Regions from separate parts of the Zea mays genome. Here region 2 is linked to region 1. A link is a contact called in public Hi-C data. All regions are on one chromosome and are shown on one strand. The core of a region is the stretch at or near the end of the contact, and the rest is flanking DNA. Distances in the headings are between cores, read along the strand shown. Region 1 holds the start of LOC100281637 (lipid binding protein). Region 2 holds the start of LOC100216694 (Exostosin family protein).

Region 1 (6,372 bases), core at 1,395-3,894:
CTGTCTTAGCCCCTCCATTTCTCTGGTCACCGAACCAGCACCATGACTAGTTTGAGAGCGAGAAAAAACGAAGTAGATTGGAAGGATTAAAATTATTTCTTATTCAAAATTGAATAATAAGACAATTTTAGTCTCTCCAATCTAGCTTCGATTTTCTCTCTCCCAAATAGCTTTAAGGCTGAATGCCGGGCCTGCATGCTGTAACGCAACTGCACAACACTGTCACCCCGATTCGGCCTGCTTCCTGTGGATTCGTGACGCGCGAAATACTGTTTGAGTTCGTGGGCCGTGGCCGTGGGGGCGAGGGCTTTGTGACTGGATGGATTGGTTCTAGTGTCCTATACTCTTTTCTTTTGAAAATTTACGATACTATTCGTAGTATCGAATTGAAGGATTGTTCTTACTCGAGATATAATTTTATTTTTACTTGTGTTTTTAAAGTTTGCACGCATGTCCATCACTTTTTGAAATGAATAGACAGTCTACCCATATTTCATTATCAGCACTCGGTGAAAAAAAGACTTTCGTACCTTTATATCGTCTTTTAATCAATCTACTTTCTGTAAATTCGTGCTCACTTTGATATGAAAGTTTTAAATATAAGTATGACAATAATCTGACCATAAATTTATAAATACATATTTGTTAAATCTAAAAATATTTTAAAACCGGCGAAAAATAAACTAGATTTGATATTAAATTTTGAAAAAATAATAATAAAATTTTAGCTATGATTAATTTTTTGTGAATTATATGAAAAACTAAAATCGCATCCATGCACCCGAGGGTGCGGCGGAAGGGTTGAACCAGTCACGTGGTCGTCAATTTAGGCAAAGAACAAACAGGGCAATCAATCAGTTGGAGCAGACGGCAGGCCGACGAACGTAGCCAGCTCATTAGCCTCAAGCTCGACAGCGAGAATCCACCCGCCGGCGAGCCCCACTGGGCGCGGCCAGGACAGCCACGGGCGAGAGACAGGTCACACGACGGTGCCACCAGCGGCCAGTCCCGTATGCAGTACCCTTGCGGCCTTGCGGGCCGTGCCATACGGACACACGCACCCCGGCACCAGCAGAGGAAAAGGAAGCTCGTCGTCGTCGGTCGTCGTCACACGTAGCCCGTGTACGCGCGGCGAGCCGCATGGAGGGAGGGCCTCCAGCCAGCCTGCGTGTCGTAGAAACGGCGCCGGGGCGCGCGAGGCATCAACCGCCGCGTGCCCGCAAGCCGCCTTTCAACGATTTCACGCGTCTCGGCACGTCAGACGCCCGCGCTTTTGCGTCCTGCGGCTGTCGGCCGGGACGTTCGCATCTATCGCCGCTGTGCTGATTTGATGTTTGCCTGGCCTGGGTCCGGGGCCGGCTGGGGGCTGGCGCCGCGATCAGCCAAAAAGGCATTTTCACAGCAACTGGGTACGGACGTTGATGGCATGGACGGGACGCCCGAATTGATTCCATCACCGGCGGAACGCGTGTGTACATTTACACCTGTACAGATGCGCGGCAGCTCTACGGTGCGTGGTGCCGAGAGCGCCGTGCCGCCTACGAGAGTTACAGCAGCAGCGTGGAGAGGATGACGACGAGACAGCCGCGCGAGAGAGCAGCCACCATGTACGGCCGTCTCGAGGCCCCCGGACCGCCGTTCGCGGCCGCCGTTGCCGGTGTGGTCGACGGCGCGTCGGACCCTGCGGTGAGAGATCTTGTCAGTGCCGACATCTTTGGCAGGACGCGCGCGCGTGGGGGAGGGGGTTGATTAGTCCACTGCTTTTGTTACCAGTGCAGCAGTGCACAGTATCGCAAGGTTTCACGACGTACAAATACAATCCAGCCAATATAATGTAGTTTTTATTAGCTACGCCTACAAATACAATACAACCAATAGACAGTATCGCAAGCTTTGAGGTACCGTACCCGAGAGAATCTAGTCTAGGCAGGCAAATCACGCAGAGTTGACAAGATAGTTCCCTAGAGTACCTACGACGCCTTCAAAGTTGTTTATTAATCGGTCGCTAATTCCCACCAGGCAGAGGCAGGCAGCCCACATCATTGTAGAACGCGAGCTTATCGAAAACCGGCAGACCAGAGCGCGCCGTGTAGTGTAAGTACGTACCTGAGTCCATCGGCGCGTCCGCGGCGGCTCCGCCCGGCGGCTCGGCGACGGGCATGCCGAGCGCGGCGCAGAGCCTGGGCGGAGGCGCGTCCACGCGGCAGATGGTGGGCAGCGCGAGCGCGCGCACGGTGTCGACGCGGACGCCGTTCCCGGCCAGGAGCGCGCACAGGCAGGCGGCGTCGTCGCCGCCCACGACGGCCGCGAGCGCCCCGCAGCAGCCCTTCTCCGGGCGCGTCAGCGCGCTGCGGCGCTCCACGTACGTCAGGCACGGCGTCAGGTTCAGCAGCGCGCCCGCGCAGTCCAGCGACGACGACGGCGCGGGGGCGCCCGCCGGCGGTGCTGATATCTGCGCGCTCCCTCGCGGCAGCAGGGCCAGCAGCGCCGCCGCCACGGCGAGGACGACCAGCGCCGCGGGTGGCGCCGTTAGTAGAGCCATGGCGTCGCCGTCGCCGTCGCTGCTTCTTGGGATTCCTGCTTTCCGGAGGAGGCTGTGGTCTGTGCTCTGTTTGACATGTGGGGAAGGGATGGGGAGATCACTGCTCAGCGTGCGCCTGTGTGTCCATTTGTGCGTCAGTGCTCCGCTGGGTATTACTGGCCCAAACCCATACCCGCGAAGAAAAAATACGCCCGCTAAAAAACTCATACCCATAACGGATATAAAATTTTGCCCAAACTCATACCCATGCGGGTTTCGGGTACCCAACGGGTTTCCCATACCCACTAAGATCAACATAAAAAATAATTCATCATGTAAATAACAATTAATACATTAAGAAGCTAGGATAAAAGGAACAAGTAATAACTAATTTTAGCTTAAAATCTGTTACATGAAGTTTATTTCAATTAGAACATATTCAATTAATAATATTATGAGACATATTTATAAGGAATGATGATTTTAAGGCGGGTTTTAAAAACCCATGGGTTTGCGGGTATGAGTAGTGGAAGAACAAACCCATGCCCACGTACCCGTTGGGTTTCCATTTGAACCCATTAACAAACCCATGTATATAGAAATTGACTCAAATCCATACCCTAATAGAGCAAAAACCCACCGGGTTTCGGGTAGCGGGTACTCATTGCCATCTCTAGTCTGTGCTCGTGTGTAGGCCGAGCGAGTGATGGGGATGTCTGGGCAACGCTAAGCTGGGTTGTCGTGACGATAGCGTTCTTGCCTAACGGCCAACGGTTGGGAAATGGTAGGGCCATGACAAGCCGCTCCCTCCAATAAACCTTGCCGCCGTAGCTGTGTCCTAAACAAACATTGCCGTAACGCTTTGCAAACCCAAGTTAATCAATTATGTTCCTTGGGAACACACAAGGGTATGCAAGTCCTCTTTTGAGTCCAGCCATCAGGGAAAAAAACTACACCATTGAGCATAAGGATCGTCAAGGCACGATAGCGCCATGATTGTAGGATCCGATTCCGCTTAGCACGTACACACAAGTAGGGATGAAAACGGTCGGAAACAGTCGGTAAACACTAAAACCATTACCGTTTTCATATTTTTTATCGGAAACAAAATCGAAAACGGTAACTCCGGAAACGGAAACGATATCGGTATTTCGAAAACATCGGAAACGAAAGTTCGGTGCGGAAAATACACCGGTAACGGTCGAAATCTAAAATACGATCGGTAAACATATCAAACTTCACAATAAAACAAAATTGACAAAAGATCATAAATACCACAAGTTCACAATTCATGATATAACAAGTTCACAAGGATCACAAATTTATAATATAAAAAGTTTACAAAGATCACAAGTTCACAATATAACAAGTTCATAAAGATCACAAGTTCACAGACTCAAAGTTCACAATTCACAATATCCACTCGATTTAGTTGACATGGCATGCTTACTCATGAAATATTTTTTCCTCACATAAAGGTTTTTTTCATAGCCTCACAAGAAAACCCTAAAATCTAGTGTGTGAAAAAGACAGACTGTCGGCTCTCTATCATTATATATTACTAATACATAACATATGCATAGAAAATGGTGGATTCGTTCGAGAGACCAAATCGTTAATCTCAACTGCCTTCCAACAACATCTAACCCTAAATAAATCTTAAAGCGTCCAAAAAATACAAAAATAAGTAATCCTTATCCAAAAATGTATAGGCGATGCGAAAAAATCACATGCTGGAAAATTCCGAAAAAAATTCCGAGACACAATTCCGGAAATTTCCGAGAGACAATTCCGGTAATTTCCGACAAAAACAGGTAACCGATGGAAACGGTCGGTAAAACACCACGCCGATTCCGTACCGATTCCGATAGAAAATTCCGAAAACCGATTCCGTTTTCGAAAAATACCGTTACCGGTGAATCCGATCGAAAAATTTCGAAATCGGTTTCCGGAATTCCGAAAAATTCCAAAACCGTTTTCATCCCTACACACAAGGGGCTTGTTTGGCATTCAGCTGCTCTAAAAATAGCTCCGGCTTCGACACTAAAAATAGCTCCACCAGAGCTATTTTTTATAAATCGTTTCGTAAACCAACTCCTCCAATACTTTTTTTATCTAACATATGACTCAAATGTCTAGTGCCTTTGGTAGACATTTGTACGTACACGTCTTATGCATACTGACATACTGTACGCCACTGATGGTGAGCTCGAGCATACTGCACACGTTCTCGTTTGTGGATTTTCCACTTCATCATACAGTGTCATACTGATCCTGGCGAGGGGCGACGTGTGGGAGGTGATGGAGCTATAGTGCCCGTGGATGGCGAGGAGATCATGGGCGAGGGGCAGCGTGTGGGAGGTGACGATATCGGCCCTGTTTGTTTCGGTTTCCAGCAGCTTTTGATGCGGACTGTCAAACGCTCAGCTTTTCAGCCAGCTTTTATAAAATTCGTTGGGAGCAAAAACCATCCAAAATCAATATAAACACATAATCGGTTGAGTCGTTGTAATAGTAGGAATCCGTCACTTTCTAGATCCTAAGCCATATGAACAATTTTATCTTCCTCCACACGTAATTCTAATGATACTCAGATTCACCCCACAGTCAGATTCTCCCCACAATCAGATTTTCAGAAAAACTGTTTAGAAAAAAGCTGAACCAAACAGGCCCGATGGAGCGGCAGACTGCGCTGTGCTCCGACCGGCAGAAGCTCAAGGAACGACAGACGTGTTGCCAAGCGGACACCTGGTGCCGGAGCCATTCGAAGCCATATTTTTGGGCTCTCGCTCTCGCCCTCAAAATGGCTATCGTTCTCATTGAGCTCCTTCACATTCAGCTCCTGTCGTGGAGCCATTTTTTACAGCGCATTTAAGAGGGCTCTAGCAAAACCGAAGCCGCTCAAAAGCCCTCCTAAATGTTCGGTGTACCTGACTATCCGGTGCGTAGGCTGGCGCCTCAACAAACTGACCGCTCTCGGGAAAAACCTTGGGCGTCGCGACTAAAATTCACCAGACTGTACGGTGGGCCAGTCGCGCACCTGGCCAACGGTCGGCCGCCCGATCAACGTACGGCACGTGTGCCTGGCCAACGGTCACCAGGCGGCATCAGACTGTCTAATGCGCCGCTGGACCACTAAATTTGGAGTTCATATGAAAAAATATGAAATAAACAAGTTTTGAAGTTTAAAATATGAAATTAGGTCTAATTTTGTAATTTTTTAAAAGCACAGGGGGCTGTTTAAAAGAAATCAGGGGTCTGCACGCTAAAACTCGGGACAACAGGTTAATTCTCTAAAACCCGAGGGTCTCTTAAGCTAAAGTTACACGCGAAGGGGTACGGGGTGGTCTCGGCCATTGGATCAGCGAGCAACGGCCAGGATTAGATCCGCAGACGCGCGCACAGGCGCGACTGACAGGCAGGGACGGTTGTCAACGACCAGAGGGAAACTGCGGGCTGACTAGTCGGGCCCAGCGCTAGGGGCGCAGGCACTGACTGGCAGGCCTAGGGACAAGGCGCGCAGGTGCGAACCGGTACTCGGTGATCTATACCGCGCGATCAGGATCAGACGGTGGAGATCAACACCGGTAAGGTTTTACGGATGAGGGCAGTGCCGCTCGACTCCGCGGCGAGGTCTCGCCGGAGACGAGGGGGATGGCCACGGCGGGGCTCCAGTGGTTTGGGGAATAGCTCGAGCGTGCTCAGGGTGATCTGGCGAACCCAGCCATGGGCGCAAAACCGGCATGGGGGCAACAGAGGGCACAGAATACGGCGCGGATCAACTCCGGCAAAGAATTTCGCAGGCACTAGGCGGTACTTGGCGCAATAAAGGTATGGGTAGGTTGCTCACC
Region 2 (6,372 bases), core at 1,319-3,818, 140 kb before region 1:
TGTTCCACATGCGTGTCCACTCTTCTTGGCTGATCCCTTTGATCAGGCTCTTTAGAAACCCCTTCTTGACTGCATCTGCGCCACGTACTATGACGCTGAACTTTGAATAGTCGAGGACATCCTCAAACGGGAGCTCAATCTCATCGCTGATGATGACGGGAACACAGTGACTGACAATGGAGTCGAAGAGGCGGTTGGAGGATGGAGTGTCACCTGCAATGTTGAGGCAGAACTTGGATGACCGCATACCTTGTGTTGCCTGCTCGATCCCATTACCAGCTACACTTCCAAATGAGAAATGCACATCTTTCTCGTCTTTCAGAAGGTAATACAGTTCTTGCCGAATGGAACCACCCTACAACATTGCGCAATGAAAATTGTGAGTAGAATAGCAAATATATATGTGAACTGCATACAATTTTCCATGGTTCATCTACTCAAAGAGCCTAATGTCTTATGCCAATCACTACAACCCACGTCCTGATAGCTAATCTGATACACCCAGCTCAGGTGGGGTTGGCTGAGGCCCATCAAATTAGGGTTGTCCGGAGCCCAACAGTTCATTATGCACACCCAACTCAGGGAAAGGCTCAATCGCCCCAAAAGACTAGTCCAATGGGGGAAGGGTGACTCTCTCTTTTAAAGTGGCTTCCTCCTCCCAAGTTAAGCGAGGTGAGATAATTCTGAGGCTTACACGGTCACCGTCCGACTACAATTGGGTGCGTCTTTGCCAACGGGTAATAGTGGAGGATGTCCTCATCATTCCCACCTTCTTAAAATGGGCCCTAGCTTTGATACCAGATGATACACCCAGCCTAGGTGGGGTTGGCCGAGGCCCATCAAATTAGGGTTGCTCGGAGCCCAACAGTTCATTATACACACCCAACTCAGGGAAAGGCCCAATCGTCCCAAAGGACTAGTCCAATGGGGGAAGAGTGGCTCTCCCTTCTAAAGTGGCTTCCTCTTTCCAAGTTAAGCGAGGTGGGATAATTCTGAGGCTCACACGGTCACCGTCCGACTACAATTGGGCCAACTGGGTCAATTACGTCTTTGCCAACGGGTAATAGTGGATGATGTCCTCATCATAATCCACGTTTGATTGTCAATGGAAATGTTTACATGATACATAGATCACTTGTTGAATTGTATTACTACTTATGTATTACTGAACTTGTTGCGAAAAGGCAGAGCCAAGTACGCTGATCGTGGTCACATAGGACCGGGAGAAGTGATCGCCTACGTATGAGCTGGACTAGTTACTGATAGGCAGGGCAAAACGCTCCAATTCATAAGGAAGCATACATCGATTTCCATCAGTGCATACCTAGTGGCCAGAAATAGTGCAAATTAAAGTAAGTGGCACACAGAGGGAAAGGGCCATGCTAGCCATTACTAGTAGGAGCTGCGGAACGAAAAGGAGTGCACGTGCCACATGGGCATGGCAAACATTCTCAATTCTTTTTAGGGAAGAACACTTGGAAAACAGAGTTCTTTAAGCAAAAGAGGCATGCTGACGTTATTATTATTAAATTAGATGCGACTAATCCAACAAAGATTCAATTTCGACGAGATGAGTAATTAGCAAGGTATACTCACATCCTTCCTGTAGATGGCGCCTTGGAAGTAGAGCAGCGTCGGCCGGTCGTCGTATCCGGCGGTGTCATTAGCGAAGTTGGCGACGAGGTGCCGATAGGGCGCGATGATGTCCTTGTCGAGGTTGGCGACGCTGGGCGGGTACCTCCCGAAGTCGCAGAGCACGAAGACGCAGGGCCAGAACCTGTAGCGCGCGTCGAGCATACCGTTGGGGTGATGCGCGAGCACGACGTGGTCCCGCCCGCCGGTCCTGCGCCACTCAGGCCGCGCGGCGAGGAACTCGAGGAGCCTCCGTTGCAGCGCGCGGTCCTCGCTGTTCCGCGCGGGCGGCACCACCCGGGAGTGGCGGTTGAAGCTGAGCGAGGCGAAGAAAGGCACGAAGACGACGTCGGCGTCCGCCGCGTGGCGCACCCGCGCCGCTGCGCAGGGCGTGGGCGCGCCCTGCTCGGAGGCCAAGAGGTCGAGGGTGAGCCAGTACTCGATGCTGTGCTGAAGGTTGAGCCCCCCCGGGTAGTCCGGCACGCCGTCCCTGACGTCGGGCCACACGCCGCCGCCGAAGCCCGGGGGCTTCCAGTCGAGCAGTCCGAAGTGGAACTCGGGGGGCAGGTCGTACATGAACACTCGCAGCAGCGCCTCCGCGGGGTCGCATTTCCTACCGGGGCCGCCGAGGCGGAGCCCCTGGTTGGGGCGGCGGGCGGCGGTTGGGCCCGCGGCGGAGTTGAGGAGGAGGTACCAGGAGAGGAAGAATAGCGCGGCGGCGAGCGCGAAGAGCCAGACGAGCGGGCTCCGGCAGGCGGTGGCCATGGCACTAACAGTGGCAATGCGGGCGGAGGGCGGAACGGGGCTCGGCCATGGCTGGCTAGGAGGGGATCTGACGGGGGAAAGCGCGGCTGGGTTGGTCACCCGCGGCGGCCGGTTGGTCGCTATGGAGATGCTCGCGTCCCGATCGAGGCGGTCGGATCTGGAGCTGATAGCAGCGGTTGAGTTGGGTGCTGGGACGGGTGCGGCGCGGTGTGGGTGTGAGCCGTGTGACTCGTGTGGTGAGGCGGAAAGGCACGGGCGGCCGGGGATTCTCCTGACTCCTATTTGGTTGTCGAGCCAGGCGAAACGAAACGGCCCGGTGTATTGGGATGGCTTCAGACAGCTTTAGGTTCTAGCTCCAGTGCAGAACTATAGTTTATAATATTAATATAAATACTTTTAAAAATATTTTTAATCTAATAATAAATAAAATGAGATCTATAAATGTTTTTAAAGGCTTACAGCTCTAGCTCCATGATTTTCTAGAGCATCTAATTACCTGCTTCATTAACTTCACCAAATTTCTTGAAGCTGGAGCTGTCCCAAACGGACCTTAGTGGGTGTTTGGTGGAGCTCTCATACCTCTGGTCTCAACGATAATCACTTTAGAAAGCTAAACGGCTAAAAACTGAGTTGCTCCATTTTGTACTAGAGAGTGTGAGCTAAAAAAAATATGCTTCTCGATGCTTCTAACCTGCTCCCCACACTCCAACCCCTCAGAAATCACGTCACCCACAATTTACCAAACGGTTTTCGTTAAATAAATCTACTTGAGAATCATTTGAAATCACTCTATTATAGCATTAACTCTCAAAGATAGAGAATTATAGAGCGAAGTTCTACTAAACAAGGCCTTAATCGTGTTTGGTCGAGGGACATAAAACTAAACAACTTCGAAAGTTCGAACAGAGAATATTCTTATCTCTACTACTATTATAATCCTAACGTAGGCGTCCACAGTAACAGCCGGTGCACGTTCTGTCGGCCGCGGTCCCTGCCGCATCCAGCGCGTCCTTGCCGCATCTAGCCCCGCCCGCGTCCCTGCCGCATCCAGCTCCGCCCGCGTCCCTTCCAGCGCCCCGCACCGCCGCGCATCCCTCCCGCCCGCCAAGCCCGCGTCCCGAGGCCGCATCCAGCCCCGCCCGCGGCCGAATCTAGCCCGCAATTACCGCTCGCGCAAGGGTTTCCATTGTTGGTTTACGGAGAAATCGCGCCTCCCCAGTGTGCCCTTCCATCCATGGCGTCGCCGCGGCCGCCCCCGCAATCAACTCCGTTGCCCCCGCGATCCCCTTCCCCGACGACACTCACCTTCCATCGATGGGAGCGCGCTGGGTTATGCCCTATACTTTCTTCCTCCATTCCACCAACGACACTCACCCTAAATCCTCACCTCTCAGATCCTGCCCCTCGCTCGCCGCCCAATCAACAGCTCAGACTTTACCGCCCCAGCCGAGCAAAGGTGGAGGCGTCTGCCTCCACACACCTCGCCCTCGCCACCACCTCCCTTCCCCCCATCCCTAGAGAAGACACGGAGGTGCAGTGACAGTGCTTCTACTCAAGCGCGCCACGGATTATTGAGCCAGCGGCATTCATCGGCTCCACCAAAGGTACGTCATCTCTCGTGCCTCGCTCCATCTCCTGCTGATAGGTTTTGCCCATGTAGCCTAAGATAGGTGAAAGAGAAATAGGCTAAAATCTTTTCCTAATTGATTTTGGTGGTTGAATTGCCCAACACAAATAATTGGACTAACTAGTTTGGTCTAAATTATAAGTTCTACAGGTGCCAAAGGTTCAACACAAACCAATAAAAAGTCTAAGAAAGGGTTCAAATAAAAAGGAGCAAAGAAAACCGAAGACTGCCCTGGTCTGGCGCACTGGACTGTCCGGTGTGCCACCGGACAGTGTCCGGTGCACCAGGGAGATCAACTCTGAACTTGCCACCTTCGGGTTTCTAGAAATGCCCTCCGCTATAATTCACCGGACTGTCCGGTGTGCCAAGAGGAGTAACGGCTATAGCGCCAACGGTCGTCTGCAAAAGGTGAACAGTGAACTACAGTGCGCGGACTGCGCGCGCAGAAGTCAGAGCAGGCGCAGATGGCGCACCAGACAGTGAACAGTGACTGTCCGGTGCACCACCGGACTATCCGGTGGCCCCACTTGTCAGAGCTCCAACGGTCGAACCCTAACGGTTGGGTGACGTGGCTGGCGCACCGGACTGTCCGGTGCGTCCGTCGACAGCAGAGTTCCCCAACGGCCACTTTGGTGGTTGGGGCTATAAATACCCCCCGACCACCACACTTCAAAGCATCCAAGTTTTCAGCCAACACATTCAATACAAGAGCTAGTGCATTCAATACAAGACACAAATAGAGTGAATCAAAATCTCTCCAAGTTCCAATTCCACTCAAAGCAATAGTGACTAGAAGAGAGAGTTTTGTCGTGTTCTTTTGAGCTCTTGCGCTTGGATCGCTTTTCTTCTTCCTCATTTCTTGTTCCTAAGATCTTTGTAATCAAAGCAAGAGACACCAATTGTGTGGTGGTCCTTGTGGGGACTAAGTGTCCCAATTGATTGAGAAGAGAAGCTCACTCGGTCTAGGTGACCGTTTGAGAGAGGGAAAGGGTTGAAAGAGATCCGGTCTTTGTGACCACCTCAAAGGGAAGTAGGTTTGAAAAATGATTCGATGGAGAGCGATTGTGGAGTGACGACGAAAGATGAATAATTCGATGGAGTGGAGTGGAAGCCTTGTCTTCGCCGAAGAACTTCATTTCCCTTTCAATCTATGACTTAGCATGAAATACACTCGAAACCATATTAGTCATAGCACATGAAAGAGATGATCAAAGGTATACATGAGCTATGTGTGCAAAACATTAATCAAAATTGCGAGAATCAAGAATATTTAGCTCATGCCTAAGTTTGGTAAAGGTTTTCTCATCTAATGGCTTGATAAAGATATCAGCTAATTGTTCTTTGGTGCTAACATAAGCAATCTCGATATCCCCCGTTGTTGGTGATCCCTTAAAAAGTGATACCGAATGGCTATGTGCTTAGTGCGGCTGTGCTCAACGGGATTATCCGCCATGCGGATTGCACTCTCATTATCACATAGGAGAGGGACTTTGGTCAATTTGTAACCATAGTCCCTAAGGGTTTGCCTCATCCAAAGCAATTGCGCGCAACAATGGCCTGCGGCAATATACTTGGCTTCGGCGGTAGAAAGAGCTACGAAATTTTTTTTCTTTGAGGCCCAAGACACCTGGGATCTTCCCAAGAACTGACAAGTCCCTGATGTGCTCTTTCTATCAATTTTACACCCGGCCCAATCAGCATCTGAATATCCAATTAAATCAAAAGTGGATCTCTTGGGGTACCAAAGGCCAAACTTAGGAGTATGAACTAAATATCTCAAGATTCGTTTCACGGCCCTAAGGTGAACTTCCTTAGGATCGGCTTGGAATCTTGCACACATGCATACGGAAAGCATAATGTCCGGTCGAGATGCACATAAATAGAATAAAGATCCTATCATCGACCGGTATACCTTTTGATCTACGGATTTACCTCCCGTGTGTTGGTCGAGATGCCCATTGGTTCCCATGGGTGTCTTGATGGGCTTGGCATCCTTCATCCCAAACTTGGTGAGTATGTCTTGAATGTACTTCATTTGGCTAATGAAGGTGCCCTCTTAGAGTTGCTTGACTTGAAATCCTAAGAAATACTTCAACTCCCCCATCATAGACATCTCGAATTTTTGAACCATGATCCTACTAAATTCTTCACAAGTAGATTTGTTAGTAGACCCAAATATGATATCATCAACATAAATTTGGCATACAAACAAATCATTTGCAATTGTTTTAGTAAAGAGAGTAGGATCGGCTTTTCTGACTTTGAAGCCATTAGCGATAAGAAAATCTCTTAGGCATTCATACCATGCTCTTGGGGCTTGCTTGAGCCCATAAAGCGCCTTAGAGAGT

Evidence for each region. Hi-C and Micro-C count contacts between places; a contact is called where the count stands out from the background.
Region 2: a Hi-C map of ear shows a contact between it and region 1, with 2.0 times the contacts expected there. The contact joins the promoter of LOC100216694 here to the promoter of LOC100281637 in region 1. A contact is called at or near these places in 2 of 25 Hi-C or Micro-C datasets (ear and root tip).

What each region holds. Positions count from the first base shown.
Region 1 is chr1:52,763,906-52,770,277 of Zm-B73-REFERENCE-NAM-5.0, reverse strand. LOC100281637 (lipid binding protein) reads right to left here and starts at 2,644. Exons shown (of 2, transcript NM_001154556.2): 1 at 2,107-2,644; 2 at 1,419-1,681. The coding sequence starts at 2,542. The coding sequence ends at 1,548.
Region 2 is chr1:52,906,638-52,913,009 of Zm-B73-REFERENCE-NAM-5.0, reverse strand. LOC100216694 (Exostosin family protein) reads right to left here and starts at 2,568. Exons shown (of 2, transcript NM_001143100.1): 1 at 1,597-2,568; 2 at 1-355. The coding sequence starts at 2,397.